2 separate regions of the Ovis aries genome follow, and region 1 is linked to region 2. A link is a contact called in public Hi-C data. All regions are on one chromosome and are shown on one strand. The core of a region is the stretch at or near the end of the contact, and the rest is flanking DNA. Distances in the headings are between cores, read along the strand shown. Region 1 holds the start of BACH2 (BTB domain and CNC homolog 2). Region 2 has its middle 65 kb from the start of BACH2.

Region 1 (3,525 bases), core at 785-3,284, 65 kb after region 2:
GGTCAATTCTTTCTAATTCCACCTCCCTGAATAACTAAATGAAACAACCTATAATAGTTGCACCTCTAATTGCTGTCCCGTCCCATACTTGAGAATTTCAAACTAAGAAAGCTCCCCTTCTGAGTCTTTGGCAAATAGGCTAATTGGAATGACCTAATAGCCTTTCTTGTATCCATATCCAACCTGGACCAGAAACACGGTGGCAAGATCCGTTTCCACCAGCCACTCCGCCCCAACCCCACCCTCTCACCACAACCTATGCCAACCTCCACCCTCAACAATCTACTCTGATGCACCCAACTCCATTCACAGCTGGGTGGCCACAATTTGTTTTCAAAACAAATTAATCTACTCCACCCTCCTAGCGATCTTCTCAAGCCTGGCACTTAGGAGAAAACATTGCTTGGTTCTACTAAAAAGCAAAGTTATCACATTGACACTCACATGCTTACAAGAAGGAGGAATGCAGAAACATCACTGTTCAGAAGACTATAAGAAATGGCCCCGCCAAGGCAGATCATCAGAATTCTGTCCTGACCCTGAGGCCAGGTAGGAACCTCTCAGATGCCAGGATATTTTGTCAAAAGGAGCACAAGATTCATCGAATCAGGGGACTGAGGGCTGCTCCTACCCCTGGGACTGCTGTTCATCCGAAAAGTAGAGATGCTAGCAGAGGAAGATACCCAGTGTGGGTCTCGACCTATTCCAGGAGGCTCTGCAATGCTGCTAGAAAAATTACCTTGGCCCCTTCCGCTTCCTTGCAGCCATTGGTTAGCTTTCCACGCAGACGTTCAAAATGGGGCCTTTGAAAACTCTGCCCTCAAACGAAGGTGGTTCAGAGCAACACTTTGGCTGATATCACAAGACTCCCAGGGCAGCGCTTCGCTGCTTCCTCAGCATATGCCAGTGCCCATTTTACAGGGGCGATTTATGGTCCTTCTCTCAGTAGAGCGAGCCAAAGTTTTATAATCTTCATTAAAAATCAGCACCACATGTAATAATACAGAATACTGCCTGTACACAAGGGGGCCAAGTTATAGGTGTTCAGGGAAACGTGGCAGAATTTCTTGGCCTTCGCAGGCGTAAAGTTGCAGGCACCAGCACTATACTAACACAACCTCCTTTTATTGCAAATGTTCCTTCAGTCGAAGTCCTAATTACTTTCTGTAAAACCCTAACCACCATCAAGCTTTCTTCCGACAGGGCAGCCGCGCGATGGCCTTCAAGTGCAGCAGCAACACCCTGGCGGCCTCTCGAGTGGGCTGCGGGGGAGGGGGCTGGAACCCAGCAGGACTGGGGCAGCAGCTGCGAGGTAGGCTCTTGGGTGAGCTTCGCAATCGCACGCGCCCCTTTTCAAACCCTGGCGTGTGGACTTAGAGGCCACCTCGGTGGGACAGGCGGAGGCCCTCCTGGAAAGGATTCAAAAGTCAGTATCAACGTTAGGTCAGAGGCTACTCTTTCTCACCCCGTCTGCTCCCAACAGGGGGACCGGTCAGCTTTGAGGGGCCCGCAGAGCATCTTTTCCTGCCCCTTCTTGGGAAACCGCTAGGCAAGCCCGGAAACCCAGGTCTCGAGGTCCCACTCCCCTTCCAGGGTCTAGTGCCCCGGCTCTGCCCGCTCCCCACGTGACACACCAGCCATCACCTCTCCAACCACCCCTCTCGCCCCCAGTCCTGGCCTTTCAAGGCCCCTGGGCGAGTCGCCGGCCAGGCCGGACCGACCAGGCGGCTAGGAGAGCCAGGAGCAAGGGGCTCTCCAGGCCGCGCGGCCGCACAAAGCGGGGAGAGCAGCAGCGGCGGCGGCGTGAGGCGCGCCCCCTCCCGCGAGTAGGCCGAGCGCGCGCCCGCCCCCTGTCCCTCCGCCCTAGCCCCCGGAGCGCCATTCGCGGAGCGGCTTACGCTAGTCGCCGGGCGTACGGCGCCCCAGCGGCCGGGGAGGTGCGCTGCCCGGCTCCCGTAAAGTTATTGTGAATGGGGAACGGGTGACGTCAGCGCCGAATGTCAACAATGTAGCGATTGAGAGTGTGGGCGTTCCGGGGAGAGCGCGAGCCGCGCGGCGAGGAGCAAACAGCGCCGAGCAGCCGCCGCCTCGCCAGCAGCAGCAGCAGCAGCGGCAGCAGCGGCAGCGGCGACCGTGCACGCCCGGGCTGCGGTCGCAGCAGCGCTAAAGCCAGCGCCCGCCGCCGCCCTCGCCACCGCGCCTGCCCACTCCCGCGGCCGCCGGGCTCTCGCTTTCTCCCCGGCCTCCCCTCGACCCTTCCCCTCCCCCTTCCCGCCACTCTCGGGGGGCTGGGGACGAGCTGCCATGTGATGCGCCTCCCCTCGGTGAGCCTTCGGTGACCCCCACCCCTCCCCGATCCGCCGACCGCCGGGAGGGGGCTGCGGGCTGGGAGGACGCGGGCAAGAGGAGACGGAAAAGAACGCAAAGTTCTCTGGCGAGGTGAGTCCGTGGCCCGCGAGTCCCGGGCCCCCGCGGCGGGGCAAGTTGGCCGGGGAGGGGGCGCGGGGGGAGCGGGCTTGCGGGACTGGCGGGGAGGCGTGAGGAAGCGGCGCGGGAAGGGAGCCGCGGCTGCGGGGTGCGCACGCAGCCGCCAGCCGAGCGCCCTGCCCGCTTTGATGGCATTTTCTAGGAACGGGAAGGGGGTGGGAGCTGAGCAGGCGGACGCGCGGCTGCGGCCGTGCGCTCTGTCGCCCGGCTGTTTACGGCGGGCGAGGAGGCATTGTATTTTGCTCGCGTCGACGGGTGTTTTGGAACAGCAGGGGGAGGAGGAGCAGAGGGTAATAAGTCAGGCGTGGGGCGGGCGGGCTGGAGGGAGGCGCGCGTCCGCGCGACCGGAGCAGCTGTCAGACCCACGGCCCTGCACTCGGGCCCCCAGCCCGCGATCGCGGTGCCAGGCCGGGCGGCCTCCTCCCAGCTCGCGGCGTCCGCGACCCGGGCTGCTCCGCGAAGCTTTGCGCTCGGCTGTCAGTCGCCGCCGGGTAGCTGAGACTACAGCGACTGGCGAGGTATCAAAGCCCAAGTTTAGGGTCCCGGGAAGAGGCAGCCCGGGGACTCTCGGCGCAGACCTCGGGCTGCGCGCTGGGTACGATCGCTATTAGCCAAGGACCAGGTCATTGGCATGAGTCCCGGGGAGCTCGAGCCGAAAGGCTCGTGCCTTCAGACAGAAAAATCTTGCACCTTCCTCTTCCACGATTCTGCATGAAATCAAAGTGCAACACACACCCCCTCTTCTCCCTGCCTGCACTTCAGTCTGCAAACCCCTTTTGGGCTCCACCTAGGAGAGTTTATCCAGGGGACACCGCTCCACCGCCCCCTCGCCGAGGCGCCCTGTAGGGTCTCGCAGTTTTTCTCCTCTCACCCGGTGAGTGCTCAGGAGCCGAGCACCCATGGAGAGGGAGGCGGGCGGCGCTCCTTGGACTACCCTAGCTGCCCGCGAGAAGGGACTCGAGTGAGCACCTCGGCGACCTCGGTTTGGCCGGGGATTTGCAAGAATTCGGACCGTGGGAGGAAGCGGACAGGGCCGGG
Region 2 (3,480 bases), core at 694-3,193:
CACCCAGAACTGCATGTATTCTTAGATCCGTATTTCTGCTCATTTTCCCCTTTAACTATGGTAATCCCAGTGTTTCTCTCCCTTGACTACACACATTCACCCTGATTTACATGATGGACTTCTAAGTGTTGGAAACAGCAGTGACACAAATATGCACCCTGCACTCACTCACAGGGGGTAGATGTACATGGATGCACCCACACACGAGTGTACTTTCTTTTCAAAGAGTATCATCAAAAAATAAATAAACAAGCTCCTTGAACAGCCTCAAAGTCAAAGTCTTAACGTTTTGAACTGTGGTATTTGCATTGATAAATACCAGTGTTTTTACAGGGTACTGTACCCTGGTGTTTCAAAAAACCTGTTTAGTTGGATCGCTCTTTTTCAGATTAGAGAGTCTCCGTCAATTAACATTGGTACATGTGTGCCCAGTCATTTCAGTCATGTCCAGCTCTGCAACCCCATGGACTGTACCCCTCAGGCTCCTCTGTCCATGAGATTCTCCAGGCAAGAATACTGGAGTGGGTTGCCATGCCCTCCTCCAGGGGATCTTCCCAACCCAGGGATCGAACCTGTCTCCTGGGTCTTCTGCATTGCAGGCAGATTCTTTACCTCTGAGCCATCAGGGAAGCCCCATTTAAAATAATTAATCCTCATATATGAAAAACATATTCAAAATTTTTAGAACTCTGGACTTTTCTTCTGAACTTAATATAGACAATAACATTGACTACTGTGGAATTTTATATGAACCTACTGGGCATGCCTATGTGCTAAGTCACTTGAGTCATGTCCAACTCTATGCCATCCTATGGACTGTAGCCCGCCAGGCTTCTCTGTCCATGGGATTCTCCAGGCAAGAATATTGGAAAGGGATGCTAAGCCCTCCTCCAGGGGATCTTCCCGATCCAGGGATCGAACCGGGCCTCCTGCATTGCAGGCAGATTCTTTACCATTGAGCCTCCAGGGAAGCCCCCATGCACCTACTACTTTTGGAATAAATTATCCCTGGCTGATAGATAAGCAACCATTATGGGCTGAATTTTGTACTCCTCCCCCAAATACACATGCTAAAGTTCCAAGCTCCAGCCCCTGGGAATGTGATCTTATTTGGAGATAGGGTCATTGCAGATGTAATTAGTTGAGATGAGGTCATAGCGGAGCACAGTGGGCCCCAATCCAATATGACTGATGTCCTTATCAAAGGGGAAACTTGGAGACAGACACATACAGGGAGAACACGATGTGAAAATGAAGGCAGAGATCCTGGTGTTGCTTCTTCAAGTCAGGGAACAGCACCGTTTGCCAGCAAAACACCAGAAGCTAGAAGAGAAGCATAAGCCAGATTTTCCCTCACAGCTCTCGAAGGAACCAACCCTGCTGACACCTCGATCTTGGACTTCTAGCCTCGAGGACTGTGAGACAATAAACTGTGCTGTTTAAGCCTCCGTTTACAGCACTTCATTATGTCAGCCACAGGAAACTGAAACAATAACCAAATTTGGGGATTTTCTCCTCTAGGCTTATTTCTAAATTATCAAGTCCAAATGACTCAAACAATTTGTATAAGGCTGCTTTGTTCATTCTACTAACTGCACACACACAGCCACGTCCATACACGGAGAGGAGTGACTGGACTTGGCCCTATCGAGAGCCGTTGCCGGGAATGCCCCACAGACCGTGCTGTAGCTTAGACGTCAACAGGGGTGGTGTTTTCTTACTCTCAGTCTTGAATCAGTAAAAAAAGAAGAAGAAAAAAAAAGCACACTTGCGTATTCACGGGTTTGGGCCCAGTCATGATTCCTTTAAAGACGCTGCCAATAGATTTTAGTCATTCTCTGGCAAAGGTTTCTCTTCGACCGCAAACACTGCATAGTTGCGGAATGACTCACCACTTTGAGTGATCTAATTCCTTGACCAGCACATGCCTGCTGCTCTCAGCACACACTGTCTTTAGTGGTGTGTTTTGTTTTGCTCTTTTCTCCCAGGGCTTCTTTCATAGTTTCGTAAGGACATGGTAAGGGCTTTACTCTGAGTCCTCAGAGAGGATAAATCTTGCTTCCTCAGCAGCCTGCGACCTGGCTACTCATCAAGAACCAAAATGTGAAGTCTTATTAAGCTTTCTCATACCATGAGCTAAGCTAGAGGTGGCGTGATTATTGCAAAAAAACAGTTAAGTGTGGGCTGAAAAAAAATTTTTTTCCCCAAACTGGAAGCCGTTTGCTAAAGAGTCCAGGGGAAAAAACAAAAGGGAAGATGCTGAATGGTGTTCCAGGAAAGATGGTGGAGTGAAGTTCACCCCACGTTACCAGCCAGGGTCCCACAGAGATTCAACCTGCATCACCAAATAACACCCAGAAGTTATTTCTATCAATAAAGTTTAAAGAAAATAAGCTACCTCTGAGCTTATTTTCACATGATTTTATTTTAATGTGTGTTACAGGTATTTTCCCATCCAATATACTATATAAGCACAAGCTGTTTTGTTCTTTAACCAAGAAGTAATTTTTTCTCCAAGGCTGATAGATTGAAACATTTTGAATATTTGTAACATTTTCTTTCAAGAAGAATTTGTATGACTTTCTGGCCAGCACTTTTTTGAGTGGTTTTTTTTTTTTCTCTTTTTTCTTCCATGAGTGGGTTCCAAAATTCTAGAGATAGAAATTGGAGAAATGAAACCATCTACAAAATGAAAAGATAACCTACTGAATGGGAGAAATATATATGCAAATTGTATATCTGATAAGGGATTAATACTCAAAATAAAGAATTCATATAACTCAAGAGCAAAACCCCAAATGATCCAATTTAAGAATGGACAGTCAGTCAGTTCAGTCACTCAGTCGTTTCCGACTCTTTGTGACCCCATGAATCACAGCATGCCAGGCCTCCCTGTCCATCAGCAACTCCCGGAGTTCACTCAAACTCACATCCATCGAGTCAGTCATGCCATCCAGCCATCTCATCCTCTGTCGTCCCCTTTCTCCTCCTGCCCTCAATCCCTCCCAGCATCAGAGTCTTTTCCAATGAGTCAGCTCTTCACATGAGGTGGCTCAAGTATTGGAGTTTCAGCCTTAGCATCAGTCCTTCCAATGAACACCCAGGACTGGTCTCCTTTAGGATGGACTGGTTGGATCTCCTTGCAGTCCAAGAAACTCTCAAGAGTCTTCTCCAACATCACAGTTTAAAAGCATCAGTTCCTCGGTGCTCAGCTTTCTTCAAGAATGGACAGAGCAACTTAATAAACATTTTTTTTTTTCCAAAGAAGATATACAGATGGCCAATAGACACACGACATGATGTTCAATATCACTAAGCACCAGGGAAATCCAAATCAAAACCAAAATGAGATACTAATGTATACCCGCCAGTATGACTAAAAGGACGATAAATAACAAGTGTTTGCAAGGACATGGAGAAAAAGGAACCCTGATGCATGGTTGGTGGGAATGCAAATTGGTGCAACCATGATGGAAAACA

The links. A called contact is a pair of places that touch in the nucleus more often than the background predicts.
Region 1: a contact with region 2 is called in a Hi-C map of liver, with 2.4 times the contacts expected there. The contact joins the promoter of BACH2 here to the enhancer-like site in region 2. A contact is called at or near these places in 3 of 16 Hi-C or Micro-C datasets (liver, muscle and skin fibroblasts).

The regions. Positions count from the first base shown.
Region 1 is chr8:47,318,030-47,321,554 of ARS-UI_Ramb_v3.0, forward strand. It overlaps BACH2 (BTB domain and CNC homolog 2), which reads left to right and starts at 2,035. Exons shown (of 7, transcript XM_060419566.1): 1 at 2,035-2,439.
Region 2 is chr8:47,253,293-47,256,772 of ARS-UI_Ramb_v3.0, forward strand. No RefSeq gene overlaps it. Among named protein-coding and RNA genes, the nearest start is that of BACH2, 65 kb to the right of the region's middle. Within about 2 kb of position 1,944, at least 33 of the 54 cell types and tissues checked have an H3K27ac peak or open chromatin away from gene starts, as enhancers often do. A contact at or near this core is called in liver and muscle, where this site is marked.